Regions from separate parts of the Hordeum vulgare genome. Here region 1 is linked to region 2. The links are chromatin contacts, called in public Hi-C maps. All regions are on one chromosome and are shown on one strand. Each heading gives the region's core, a stretch centred on a gene start, on an enhancer-like site or on the middle of the called end of the contact. The rest is flanking DNA. Distances are from core to core; before and after follow the strand shown. Region 1 has its middle 72 kb from the start of LOC123411171. Region 2 holds the start of LOC123437443 (MLO-like protein 9).

Region 1 (6,540 bases), core at 2,554-5,053, 110 kb before region 2:
AGAGCACCTTTATAGTCACCCAGTAACGTTGCGACGTTTGATAGACACAAGGTATTCCTCTGGTGTGAGCGAGTTACATGATCTCATGGTCATAGGAATGAATACTTCACACGCAGAAAACAATAGCAACAAAATGACACGATCATATGCTACGTTCATAGTTTGGGTCTTGTCCATCACATCATTCTCCTAATGATGTGATCCAGTCATCAAGTGACAACACTTGCATATGGTCAGAAAACCTTAACCATCCTTGATCAACTGGCTAGTCAACTAGAGGCTTACTAGGGACATTGTTTGTCTATATATCCACACATGTATCTATGATTTCATTCAATACAATTATAGCATGGACAATAAACGATTATCTTGAAACAGAAAATATAATAATTATTATTTTGTCATTGTCTCTAGGACATATTTCCAACACTTGGTTAGTCATTGTACGTTGTAGCATCTGAGTACAGTAAATTGGGAGCTCTTATGCACCGCTCTTTGTGGCAAACAGTTGTCGTTTGGCACAGTCGACTCAGCGAATGGGCCGACCCATGAATATCAAGACTGACAACCAACGGGCACTGCGGTGCAGAAAAAATTAATGTCGCGGGGATTAGAACACCAGATCCTCTGCTAATTGCGAAGTGCTACTACCAGTTGAGCTAGCAACCACACGTGATAATACAATAGCGTCAACTAGTAAAGAACCGACACGCTGCGCAAATCCAAATCATTTTAGGAATTTAGAAACATTTTTTTCTTAATATACGGAATGTTTGACAGAACGCAAACACATTCCAATTTCCGAAAAATGTTTCTACAAACTATACATTTTCAAAAAACAGGAACTTCTTTTTGAAAATCATGAAGATTTCTTCAAATGGGAACATTTTTCCAAATTTCAAAACAAAATTTGGAGCTGCAAACATATTTTGAAACTCCTGAATAAAATTTAAACAAAACATTTTTTGAAACTTTTTAAAAAATTATGAAACTACAAAGAAATGAAAACATGAACAATTTTTGCAATTTGCGGACAATTTTCAAAAAGGGAACTTGTTTTAACGCCAGAACAGTTTTTGAAAATTTATCAAAATTTTGACCAAAAGAATTCGCAACATTTTTTGAATTCTGAGCAATTTATGAAGAACGACATTGTTTTTGAATTTTGGAACATTTCTGAAATCAAGAACATTTTTTGATAGTTAAGAACAATTGTCAAACATGAACTTACATTTAAAAAAGATGAAAGTAACCTTGAATTTTTAAAGCAATATTTTTTTCAATCTTGAGGACAAATTTTGAAAGCGAAAACGATTTTTGCAAAATATTGAACAAATTTGGAAGCGCGGACAATTTTTAAAGCACAAACACTTTTTGAGTCTTGAGAACTAAATTTGAAAATGGAGAATAATTTTGAAAACCCCAAACAAATTTGAAAGAGTGAACAAATTTTTAAAGCACCAACATATTTTGAATCTTGAGAATAAATTTTGAAACCAAGAACAATTTTAAAAAATCTTGAACAAATTTGAAACCGCGAACATTTTTGAATCTTATGAACAAATTTTGAAACCAAGAACAAATTTGAATCTTCAATACAAATTTTGAAACCAAGAACATTTGTTTGAAAATATGGAACATTTTTTTAAAATTGAAAACGTTTTTTGAAAACGCAGAATATTTTTTGAAAATCCATAACATTTTTTGAAACAGAAACAGAAAAGTGAAAAAGAAACAAAAAGAAAAAGGAAACAAAAACCTATTCAAGGAAGCTTCTAGAAGTTTCTCAAAACCGAGAAAACCGTCTGAAAAACTATGAAAGGTTCCTAAAATCGGGGCGCTGCAACCCACTGAATGAGCCAGCCCATTTAAAATCACTCATCACTTCGCACAGAACCACAAATAGGATATTCCGAGTAAACTGCTTGATTATGCACTTTGTTTAGTTCTCACATCCCAGGCCTGGGTCCTAGAGGCCTTGGGCCTGGATCCGCCCTTGGCGGCGAACTCAATCATACAAACAATTAAATTGTAGAGACCCATTGCTAAAAAAAATTCAAATTGTAGAGATCTTTGCTGAAGATCATGGTGAGCATTGGTGCAGTACCAACTGGTGCGGTCGGAGATATAAAATTTGGATTCTTCTAGTAACACTTTTTTTTTGTGACGCTGCATGGGAATTACAAGCAGCCCACACTTCTACGCAGGCATTAATTGGAGTCTTCATCCAGATTGAAAATAATGATCGCATCCAGCAACTTTACATTGCGGCAATGTACCAGACGGCTTCCTCTCCTCTTCGAGCTGAGTGTTATGACCTCATGCTTGCAACCAGGCTAGCAAGCATACTAAATATTCAAGATCCACACTTCTAAACTGGTTACTCAGTACTAACTTTGACAGCAAAAACAACGGACATTCTCTTCTCGCTCAGACACGAAATAGTCCTTTTCAGCATCGAAACGTGTTTTTCTTCAGAAATCAGCATCGAGAAGTTGCTCACGTTAGCAAGGGAAAAAACATCAAGGCTCATCACCCTGCACGCCTAGCTTTGAAAGTACAGAAGATATATGTACTGTTTAGTTGCTTATTATGGATTCAGTGCTTTGTTCAATCAGGGAAACTCTCTCCGTATCCAGCGTGCTTCCTTTCCCGCTTATCTGTGTAAAATGTTTATAAGTTAATAATATCTTTATGTTAAAAAAATATATTAAAAAAGCACAACGGAGGAGCTCCCCACGCAGCTGCCTCGCGGCGTGCAATCCGCCGATCGCGTCGACGACTACCTCTGCATGCGTTACCTGCTCCGTCAGGACACGAGGATCCAAGACGAGAGAGCACGAGACGGACCATTCGTGCAATCTACAGTATATCCAAGACCCCGAGAAATCAAATCAAGCGCTGGCATGCCGAGGCAACACCCGCGGCTGCCGACTTGCCGGACGTGTCAAAGATGCAGCGTGCGTTGTCAGTGGAGCGGGGTACGTGCGTCCCGTTGCACCCGACCCAACGATTAATTTGGACGCTGTAGCATGCAGTGCCAGTGCCCACGGCCGGTGGATGCCTGACGACTGACGGCCCATCTGACTCCGATCGAGTCAAGGTTTCCGCGCCGCGTCGCCGGCCTTGGCCTTTTCTGGGTACGGCCGCCGCGTTTCCACCTTCTGCTTCCATCGTCGCCCTTCACTTCTCCTCAGTTCTCACCACTCAAGATCGGTGGAAAGCAGCTAGTATCACTTAATCAATAAGAAAATCCCATTGATTAAGAGGCACTACGCTCCCACTCCGTTTGCTTTGGAGTTAATCAGTGCCCCGGCCGGTGCGTGCTAGTAGCAGCCATGTTTCAAGGTCATGCTTTGGCAGATAATTATTGACTAATTAGACGTGTTCTAACTTGGGATTAAAACAAAAGCATGGTACTCCTAGACCTAGGGCACTGTTTTAGGCTGGTCCACTCGCTCCCGCTTCAAACTATCCATCCACTGTCGTCTGTCGCCGTCTATTGTCATCATCATCATGAACCCATGATTCATGCCCATGTTCCACGGCTGATTGTCATCATCGGATAATAATGCCGACAAACTTGGCGGTGGGGCGACGTGACCCTAATCCCCAGGAGCTGTTTGTCTCTTCTCAATCAACATAAATTAAACTTGCAATGCAGGTGAGCTGACCCGTCCTCCTTTGCCCCGGGACAAGAGAAATTCTTACTAACACTCAACCGCGGCACACGCATGAGCATGAGCATACAGTTGTAGGCGAGATCGTTCCACTTAAATCTGACAGTGATGGGCACGGTGTCGACGTCGACACGTCGTGTGTACGCCATGTGATGTGCTACGTCTACGCTGTAGTCCACGTACACATGCATCCAGCTGGGACCCGCATGCCATCCATTGATCGATCACATGCAGGATACCACGATATCTTTGGGTGAATGGATGGAGCGCCGTGGCCCGTGTGACATCAATGTTCGCATCGCATCAAAGACCAACATTGATACGTATCTCCGCTTGGAACATGAAGAAATTGCTTCTTGGGGGAAACAGTGGTCGGCTCCTCTTTTGCATAACAATTTCTTTGTTTTTACCTTTGTGAATTCTGAAATCGAACTCATTTAAAAAAAATTTAACCTGACCCTTTTTTACGACGTCAATATTTCTGACATCTCATTTGCATGAGAGATGCCAAGTCCCTGACGTTTGGTACGAGCCTGCATGATCGGCTGACCCATTGATTCTCTGACGTGGCAAAGGGTCAGACGCCGGGGATCCTGCGTCCGTCTTGTCTTGGACCAGACGTCAAGGACCCTGACGTGTGTTACCAAACATCAGGGACCTTGACGTCTGGTCCCAACAGATCACACAAATAATTTTTTTATAATATGTCCTATATCATCGAGGCGTAAATGTCTTTGGCGTTTGGTACCACACGTCAGGGTCCTTGTCGTCTGGCCCTTTCCCACATCAAAGAGTCAACAGGTCAATCGGTCATGCAATCTCGTACCAGACGTCAGGGACCTTGACATCTTCCATGCAAACCTGACGCTAAGGATGTTGGCGTCTCCAAAAGGTATTAGATTCACATTTTTTAAAAGTAAGGTCAATTTCGGAATTTGTTACGCCAAAAGGTCAAAACAAAAAATATATCCTCTTTCATAAGGGGACCAAAGAGTTCACGTAAGAGTGAAAGTATACTACACTAGAGTAGATGCACGTACCTCTTTTTTCTGAAATGATGGACACACGTACCTCTTTTTTCTAAATGAAGATGCGCGTACTGACAAACAGTAGAAAATTCGGTGGCACCAAAGAGAGCCTTAGCAAAATCTTGATACTCATTTAAAAAAATCTTTGAGGGCCATGCTTATTTTGATACTCGTGTTAAAATGGTTATGTGTATTCCTAATTGTTGGAGAGGCCGGAAAGTAAAAATTCTCTTGCAATTTTAGAGGACAGCCCCTCGAGGGCGAAGCCTAGGGGGAACTGGCAGCGGCGGGCATGTTTCTTTCGCCCCGGGTGCGCCTCGCCCGTGATTTGGGGATCTCACGGCGACTGATGGTGGTCCACGGGGCGCCGCTCGTGGCCTCTTGCTAGTGGAGTGGTAGGCCGTCGAGGAGGCATTGGTGCTTCGCGTCAAGGTGCCTCCTAGTGCGCTTGCTTAGGGGTACAGATTGGGGTGGCGCTCGATCTGTCGTTCATGGTGGCCTCAGGCGCCGTTCTACACCTTGCAGGACTGCACATAGGCAAACTGTGGGTGTGGCAGCGCGACATGCACGCGGCTGTGGTGGCGAAACGGGGGGCTTCAAAGTTCGTGATCAGATGTGGCGTGGACGATGTGTCCATGCTCGCGGCATGGCGGCGGCCCCGAGTGGAGGATCTGGTGCTGGCATGCTCGGCAGCGTAACGGCAAGTCGAGCGCATCTGACCATGGGGCGAGACGCAAGGGATTTGGAACCCAGTGCGCGGATCTGACGGTCGTGACAGCGGTTGCCATTGTTTGGACAATGATAGTGTTCGGAATATGCCCTAGAGGCAATGATAAAATAGTTATTATTATATTTCATGTTTCAAGATAATCGTTTATTATCCATGCTATAATTGTATTGAATGAAAGCATAGATACATGTGTGGATGTATAGAGAAAACAATGTCCCTAGTAAGCCTCTAGTTGACTAGCCAGTTGATCAAGGATGGTTAAGGTTTTCTGACCATATGCAAGTGTTGTCACTTGATGACTGGATCACATCATTAGGAGAATGATGTGATGTACAAGACCCAAATTATGAGCGTAGCATGTGATCGTGTCATTTTGTTGCTATTGTTTTCTGCGTGTCAAGTATTCATTCCTATGACTATGAGATCATGTAACTCACTGAAACCGGAGGAATACCTTGTGTGTATCAAACATCGCAACATTACTGGGTGACTATAAAGGTGCTCTACAGGTATCTCCTGAGGTGTCCGTTGAGTTAGCATGCATCAATACTGGGATTTGTCACTCCGTGTGACGGAGAGGTATCTCGGGGCCCACTCTCTAATACAACATCACATATAAGCCTTGCAAGCAATGTGCGTAAAGTGTTAGTCATGGGATCTTGTATTACGGAACGAGTAAAGAGACTTGCCGATAATGAGATCGAAATAGGTATAGAGATATCGACGATCAAATCTCGGGCAAGTAACATACCGAAGGACAAAGGGAATGGTATACGGGATTATATGAATCCTTGACACAAAGGTTCAACCGATAAGATCTTCGTAGAATATGTAGGATCCAATATGGACATCCAGGTCCTGCTATTGGATATTAACCGGGGAGTGTCTCAGGTCATGTCTACATAGTTCTCGAACCCGCAGGGTTTGCACACTTAAGGTTCGGTGACGTTTCGGTATAGTTGAGTTATAGGTGTTGGTGACCGAAGGTTGTCCGGAGTCCCGTATGAGATCAAGGATGTCACGGGGGTTTTCGGAATGGTCCGGAATCGAAGATTGATATATAGGATGGTTTCATTTGGTCACCATAAAGATTTCGGGCATT
Region 2 (6,970 bases), core at 1,646-4,145:
CAAAATTTGGGATGTTAGAGAGATAGGCCCCATTTTTTAGTTTCGCATAGGGCCCCAAATTTTGCCGGCCCGATCGTGTATACCGTTATCGAGGAGTCCATAGTCAGATAACACATGATGGACATATGATTTCAACGTCGAGTTTATGCACTCTGGTGAAAACACACAATCTCTGATCCTGCTATATCGATGCGCGATTTGCATCGTGTCGTCGCCGAAAGTTGTGGATTGAAGCTTGGCTTTGGAGATGAGAATCCGGAGTTCAACCTTGGGTTGCATCACCATGGACGCACATGTGATGATAAGGCGTAGCACATAAGTTATGTATTTTTAATTTTAATTTTATCTTGCATCATAGGGTTAGTGGCTATCCGTTGAAGTTACTCTCGCGAGAGAGTGGGAGAATGTTGACTCTAGTATGCAATGTAATTTGTACTTTGTACCCATCTAGTTCTTCATTTCATAAGAAATTATATTATGGGTATGATTTTACCGAAACCTGACCATATATCGGGTTGTACTTGCAAAAGCTAGGCCTAAAGTCCAACAACAACAACAACCAAACCTTCCATTCCCAAACAAGTTGGGGTAGGCAAGAGTTGAAACCCATAAGATCTCGAAGCCAAGTCATGGCTCTGGAACGTGGATAGCTAACTTCCACGCACCCCTGTCCATGGCTAAGTCTTTGTCGATATTCCAAACCTTCAGGTCTCTCTTAACGGACTCCTCCCATGTCAAGTTTGGTCTACCACGACCGCTCTTAACATTCTCAGCATGCTTTATCCGCCCGCTATGCACCGACGCTTCCGGTGGCCTCCGTTGAATATGTCCAAACCATCTGAGACGATGCTGGACCAGCTTCTCTTCAATCGGTGCTACCCCAAGTCTCTCTCGTATATCGTCATTCCGTACCCGATCCTTCCTTGTGTGGCCACATATCCATCTCAACATGCGCATCTCTGCTACACCTAACTGTTGGATATGTTGTCTCTTGGTTGGCCAACACTCCGCGCCATACAACATCGCAGGTCGGATAGCTGTCCTATAAAACCTGCCTTTTAGCTTTTGTGGCACTCTCTTGTCACAGAGTACGCCAGAAGCTTGGCGCCACTTCATCCACCCAGCCTTGACTCGGTGGCCCACGTCTTCATCGATATCGCCATCCTTCTGCAACATGGACCCCGAATATTGAAACGTGTCTCTCTCCGGTACCACCTGCCCACCAAGGCTAACCTCTCCATCCTCGTGCCTAGTAGCACTAAAACTGCACCTCATGTATTCAGTTTTAGTTCTACTAAGCCTAAAATCTTTCGATTCTAGAGTCCGCCTCCATAACTCTAACTTTCTATTAACCCCCGTTCGGCTATCATCGACTAGCACCACATCATCCGCAAAGAGCATACACCATGGGATATCTCCTTGTATATCCCTTGTGACCTCATCCATCACCAAATCAAAAAGATAAGGGCTCAAAGCTGACCCTTGGTGTAGCCCTATTCTAATCGGAAAGTCATCGGTGTCGCCATCACTTGTTCGAACACTTGTCACAACATTATCATACATATCCTTGATGAGGGTAATGTACTTTATTGGGACTTTGTGTTTCTCCAAGGCCCACCACATGACATTCCGAGGTATCTTATCATAGGCCTTCTCCAAATCAATGAACACCATATGAAGGTCCTTCTTTTGCTCCCTGTATCTCTCCATCAGCTGTCGTACCAAGAAGATGGCTTCCATCGTAGACCTCCCAGGCATGAAACCAAATTGGTTTTTGGTCACGCTTGTCAACCTTCTTAAGCGGTGTTCAATGACTCTCTCCCATAGCTTCATAGTATGGCTCATAGCTAGGCCTAAAGTCCAAAAGTAGGTATTTTCTCAAGCGAGAGGCCGACCCAAAATGCAGCCCGAAACCCAAACCCCTGATCCAAACATTTGTATTTTAGCCTACACACATGCAAGCTCGGCCCAAAATTAAGGAAAACACAAGCATGAGCCTGACATGAATTCTCTTCCATGCTGTAAAATGAAGCTCAAGCCCGGCCCAAAAGGCAAGACCGACTTGTTCTACTGGACGGATCGCCGGACTAGTCCATGATCAGATTTAACCTTCAATTATTGTTTTTTAAAACAACAATAAAAAATCCTCATATTATTATTTTCACTCAAACCAACCGTTCCATTTTCTTCCGAGGAATGGGAGTTGCAAGGGCATGTACAATGGTTGATAAAATAGTCTTATCTTAAATCTTGCATGTAATTTAGAGATGACAAAAAAGAAAGTCTACAATGAATTATCTCTTAGTCTTATCTTCTATAATTAGTTATTCCTAAAAACATGATGAGACATATTATTCTAAAAGATCGCCTCTTGTCTTTTCTTAAATAAGAGAAGTCAAAACCTTTTTTTGTATTCTTTGTGCTTCATCTCATTATTTATCCTATGTGGCACACCTAAGATAGCACCATTTAGGGAATGTACACCGGGTAGCCCCAAGGATGCTGCCCCATAGGTTCGGGTGGTCCAGATAGGTTAGGGTGGTGCTTCAAACATGTCAGGGGATCTTCTGCAGGAGGCAGCCCCTTGGGCAGAAAAAGTGAAAAAGATGAAAAAATATGAGAGCAAAAGATTATGACATTGGGACCCATAATATAGAAGATATTAATTTTTGATAATGTGACTGAAAAAGTTATTTTTCCGTGTCTAACTGGATGCATCGGGGACGGCACCTACCACTGCCCTCAGTGCTCATGTCCTTACATGCCCTAAAAGGGTACAAGGGGCAGGTGGTATGAAAAGATAGTCACCGCAGAGGGGCCCGCCAAATCCCTCTTATGCAGGGCAGAGGAGATGCCATGTGCCTGCCCTTTTCCTCTCTGGAAGCCCTCGCTTTCTGACCGAGGTCGTCGTTTGAACTTTGTCCCTCCCTTTAATCGATAAGAAAAAACGCAGCTTGTCTGGCGAAGTTATATCAGAGCAGCGGCTGGCGCCCCATCTGCTCCGCTCGGAGTAACACTTCACTGTTGAGTGTTTAGGTACCGCCATTAACGCGGCCTGCAGCTTGCTGCCCCGGAGCCGGAGCGCGGAGGAGCAGATCGGGTATGGCCGGCGGCGAAGGCGGGGAGGGGGCGCGGGCGCTGGACCAGACGCCGACGTGGGCCGTGGTCGCCGTCTGCGCCGTCATCGTCGCCGTCTCCATCCTCCTCGAGGGCATCCTCCACCACCTCGGCCAGGTACACCCCCCAGGCTCCCTCCGCTCCATTTTCCATCTCCCTGAACCCGTCCAACACATCCTCCTCGCCATTCTTGGGCATGGCGGTGCCTTGCCTGCAGTGGTTCAGCAAGAGGAAGAAGAAGGCGTTGTTCGACGCTCTGGAGAAGGTCAAATCCGGTACATTTTGCGGCACGCTCCTCCCCACCCCCAAATCTTCTCTTTGTTTCCTTCCGTGTGAAGAGCAATTTGACGGGAGTTGATGCTTGCCATGTGCAGAGCTCATGACTCTGGGCTTCATCTCGCTGCTGCTGACTGTCACGGCGAGGTACATATCGCGCATCTGCATTCCGGCGGGGGCCGCCGACACCATGCTGCCCTGCAAGCTCTCCAGGAGCTCCGACCACGGAGAGCCCAAAGGCCACGGCCGACGTCACCTGTCTGAAGAGCCGGCCAACTTCTCATGCCCCAAAGTGAGTTAACTACTGTGTCGTTTGGTTTATATCGTGCAGTAGCCAGGTTCATGACACTGATTTCTTTGACGCCACTGATTGGGTCAGGTTAACGAGATTGATTGTTAGTATTATTTTTGAAAGGGAGGATTGGTTGTATTTGTTCTCTGTTCCTCTCATCTTCAGAAATGGGTTGGTCATTCAAAAAATGTTTTGTTTATCAGTGGAATCCCAATACCATTTCAGGGCATGGTGTCACTCGTTTCGACCGATGGGTTACACCAGCTACATATCTTCGTGTTCTTCCTGGCCGTCTTCCATGTAACGTTCAGTGCTATTACAATGTCCCTGGGCAGAGCAAAGGTAAGGTCTATTCCTCAGGCAGCATACAGGTGCCTGTTCTGAATTTCCAAAAGTATGAAAGGATTTCATGTATCTAGACAGAAGGAGTACTAGTTAGTGTACTTGAGCAAGGCCACAAGCTTGAAATAACTCAGAAATTTTCTGTGCAGACGCGGATATGGAAGGAGTGGGAAAAGGATACTTCCTCCATCACCTATGAATTTTCAGCCGGTAGTGTCTCCATTGTTTATCTCTTGTTATGGTACAAGTAGAATCAATGTGTTACCTTTTTAATCAGCTTATTCGTAATCTCTTGTGAGGCATTTTTTTTAATCTGCTGGTACCCATTGTTGATATTTTACTTTTCAGATCCGTCGAAATTCCGGCTCACTCACCAGACTTCTTTTGTGAGGCAGCACGCGAGCTGTTGGAGCAAAAGCACAACTATGCTCTATGTTGTAAGTTCTCTCCTGATTCCTCCCAACGATGGTTATGAAGTAGCATAATGTATCAAATTTTCAGAGTAAATTGCAAATTTAAGCTCCTAGATTAATATACGACCTGAAGCTTTGAATATATCTGGCCCAGGCATAATTATTCCTTACTATCTACATTTGTACTGAATATCAAATATCAGTTAGGGCTAACCATTCCACATTTCTACTGAATATCAAATATTAGTTAGTACTTATCGCAGAAAACAAAATTAGTATTTACCATTCTACATTTCTCCTGAACATTAACTATGAAAGATATATACTGACTTTTTCCAACCGGGGGAACTCGAGTTCCAAAATGTTTATACTCATTGGTGAGCTATTACCAGTTTACTGAATAGGAGCCCAATGGTTTTCCAAGATCATATACGACGCGTTTGGTTCGAAGGAAATGTCACGGCTTCCAATTATAGCGCTTTCCAAACAGTACCTGGCGTTTGGTAGGCCCACGACGTATTAGGTAGCGGTGTCTTTCGATACTTGGGGTCATGAAACTGAAAACGGCAGGACTAAAGGTGATTAGAAAACCGGGAGCTGGACGCTCAAAACAAACAGATCTCATATTCGGTAAAAGTAGTTCAAAAAGGAGCTTCCCGATACCCGGACCAAACACGTTACCTGAGCACAAACCGAACGTGTCGATAGTGTTTTTCTTATAATAGAACCATAGGCTACAGCGAACAGGTGTGAAGCTGTTCTAAATAAAGTTAAAACATCCTCGTCATTTATGTATCTAGAAATGCTTTAGCTCAGGAACTTGTTATCGTTTGATTTTATACAGGTGAGCTTCTTTAGGCAGTTTTTCAGATCTGTTCGGAGGACAGACTACCTGACATTGCGGCACGGATTTATTGCTGTGAGTAGCTTCATATCTCCAGTAAGTTCCTGTTTTTAGCCTACACTGATGATTTACCTTTGCATAGGCTCATTTATCCCCAGGGACTAGGTTCAATTTTCGAAAGTACATCAAGAGATCTTTGGAGGATGATTTCAAGACAGTTGTTGGCATTAGGTAAGGAGGCCTACGAACCATCCTTATTTTCTTCCTAATAACTGAATGACTCATTTGTATCATCATTGTTTTATTAGTCCACCTTTATGGGCCTCTGCTCTGGCTGTTATGCTCTTCAATGTTCATGGTGAGTTATATATTTCCTTTGATGGAGTTCCTGTGCAATTTGGCACGTTATAATTTCTAGGACACAGGGATCTTTGGGAAGCTTTCTGTGAAAATATGATATTATTTAATTCGAAATATTCATTCTTCAGGATGGCATAACTTGTTCTGGTTCTCCACAATTCCCCTTGTAGTAAGTTCTTACTATTATATATTTTATTACTGTAGCACGCTTTATATTCATGTTGCTAAGTTCCTAACCATGCTTCTGTATATCTAGGTGATTTTAGCTGTTGGAACAAAGCTGCAGGCTATAATTGCAAGGATGGCTGTTGAAATTACAGAAAAACACACAGTTATTCAAGGAATGCCAGTGGTGAAACTCAGTGATGAACATTTCTGGTTCGGAAAGCCTCATATGGTTCTTCACCTTATCCATTTTGCATTATTCCAGGTCAGTTAAAGGGCCAGAAAAGGACCCTTGTCGACCAGACTAAATTATTTGAAAATACGGACCTGCATTTTAGCCTCAATTGTGTACATTAGTCACGTAGTAATGGTTCGTTCTGCTGCTGAATAGTTTCTTGTTAACTATGGTAAATTGCACTTGAACTCACATGTTTGCCAGGAAAAAAGAACAGTTGTAACTAGAGCATACTTGTTTCATTGTCATATAATATTTCAATCCCTAGCCTTGTGCATTCACTTTGGAATTGAATTGAAGGATAGCGCTGTCAAAACTTCTAATAGCTGTTCTTTGTTCCTGCAGAATGCATTTGAAATTACTTATTTCTTTTGGATTTGGGTAAGACTACAATCGACATTTGGAATCATTTTTTATGGTACCACTTAGTACTCGTTTGATGATAACAGTAACTTTCGTGCAGTATGAATTCGGCTTGAGGTCCTGTTTCCATGACAACTTTGAGTTTACCATTGCAAGAGTCTGCCTTGGGTGAGTATCAAATACTGTATCTGCATACTGATTTATTCCTCAGTCATACTAAGTTACTAACTGTGGCTGCTCCTACGTACTCATATGTGTAGGGGTGTCGTCCAATTTGTGTGCAGCTACATCACGCTTCCACTCCATGCACTTGTATCTCAGGTACCTACTCACACTGCCCACGAATGTTCAGTAACTATCCAACTTTAGTTTCTACTGACACACACTTTGATCATCACAACTGTGAAAGCAATTTTATCCGTAAATTCGACGACTAACGGAGAAATGACTGTTCTCCAGATGGGATCTTCGATGAAGCGAACCATCTTCGACGAGCAGACGGCGACGGCCCTGAAGAAGTGGCACAAGACGGTGAAGAAGAAGCAGCAGCAGCAACAGCAGCA

What was found. Hi-C and Micro-C count contacts between places; a contact is called where the count stands out from the background.
Region 1: a Hi-C map of leaf shows a contact between it and region 2, with 4 times the contacts expected there. The contact joins the enhancer-like site here to the promoter of LOC123437443 in region 2. A contact is called at or near these places in 2 of 6 Hi-C or Micro-C datasets (both in leaf).

The regions. Positions count from the first base shown.
Region 1 is chr1H:365,183,249-365,189,788 of MorexV3_pseudomolecules_assembly, reverse strand. No RefSeq gene overlaps it. Among protein-coding and RNA genes, the nearest start is that of LOC123411171, 72 kb to the left of the region's middle. Within about 2 kb of position 3,803, at least 3 of the 3 cell types and tissues checked have open chromatin away from gene starts, as enhancers often do. A contact at or near this core is called in leaf, where this site is marked.
Region 2 is chr1H:365,072,681-365,079,650 of MorexV3_pseudomolecules_assembly, reverse strand. LOC123437443 (MLO-like protein 9) reads left to right here and starts at 2,895. Exons shown (of 15, transcript XM_045115710.1): 1 at 2,895-3,234; 2 at 3,335-3,392; 3 at 3,492-3,685; 4 at 3,911-4,027; 5 at 4,177-4,237; 6 at 4,376-4,464; 7 at 5,285-5,359; 8 at 5,427-5,515; 9 at 5,593-5,642; 10 at 5,773-5,813; 11 at 5,901-6,074; 12 at 6,390-6,425; 13 at 6,508-6,575; 14 at 6,668-6,728; 1 more. The coding sequence starts at 3,103.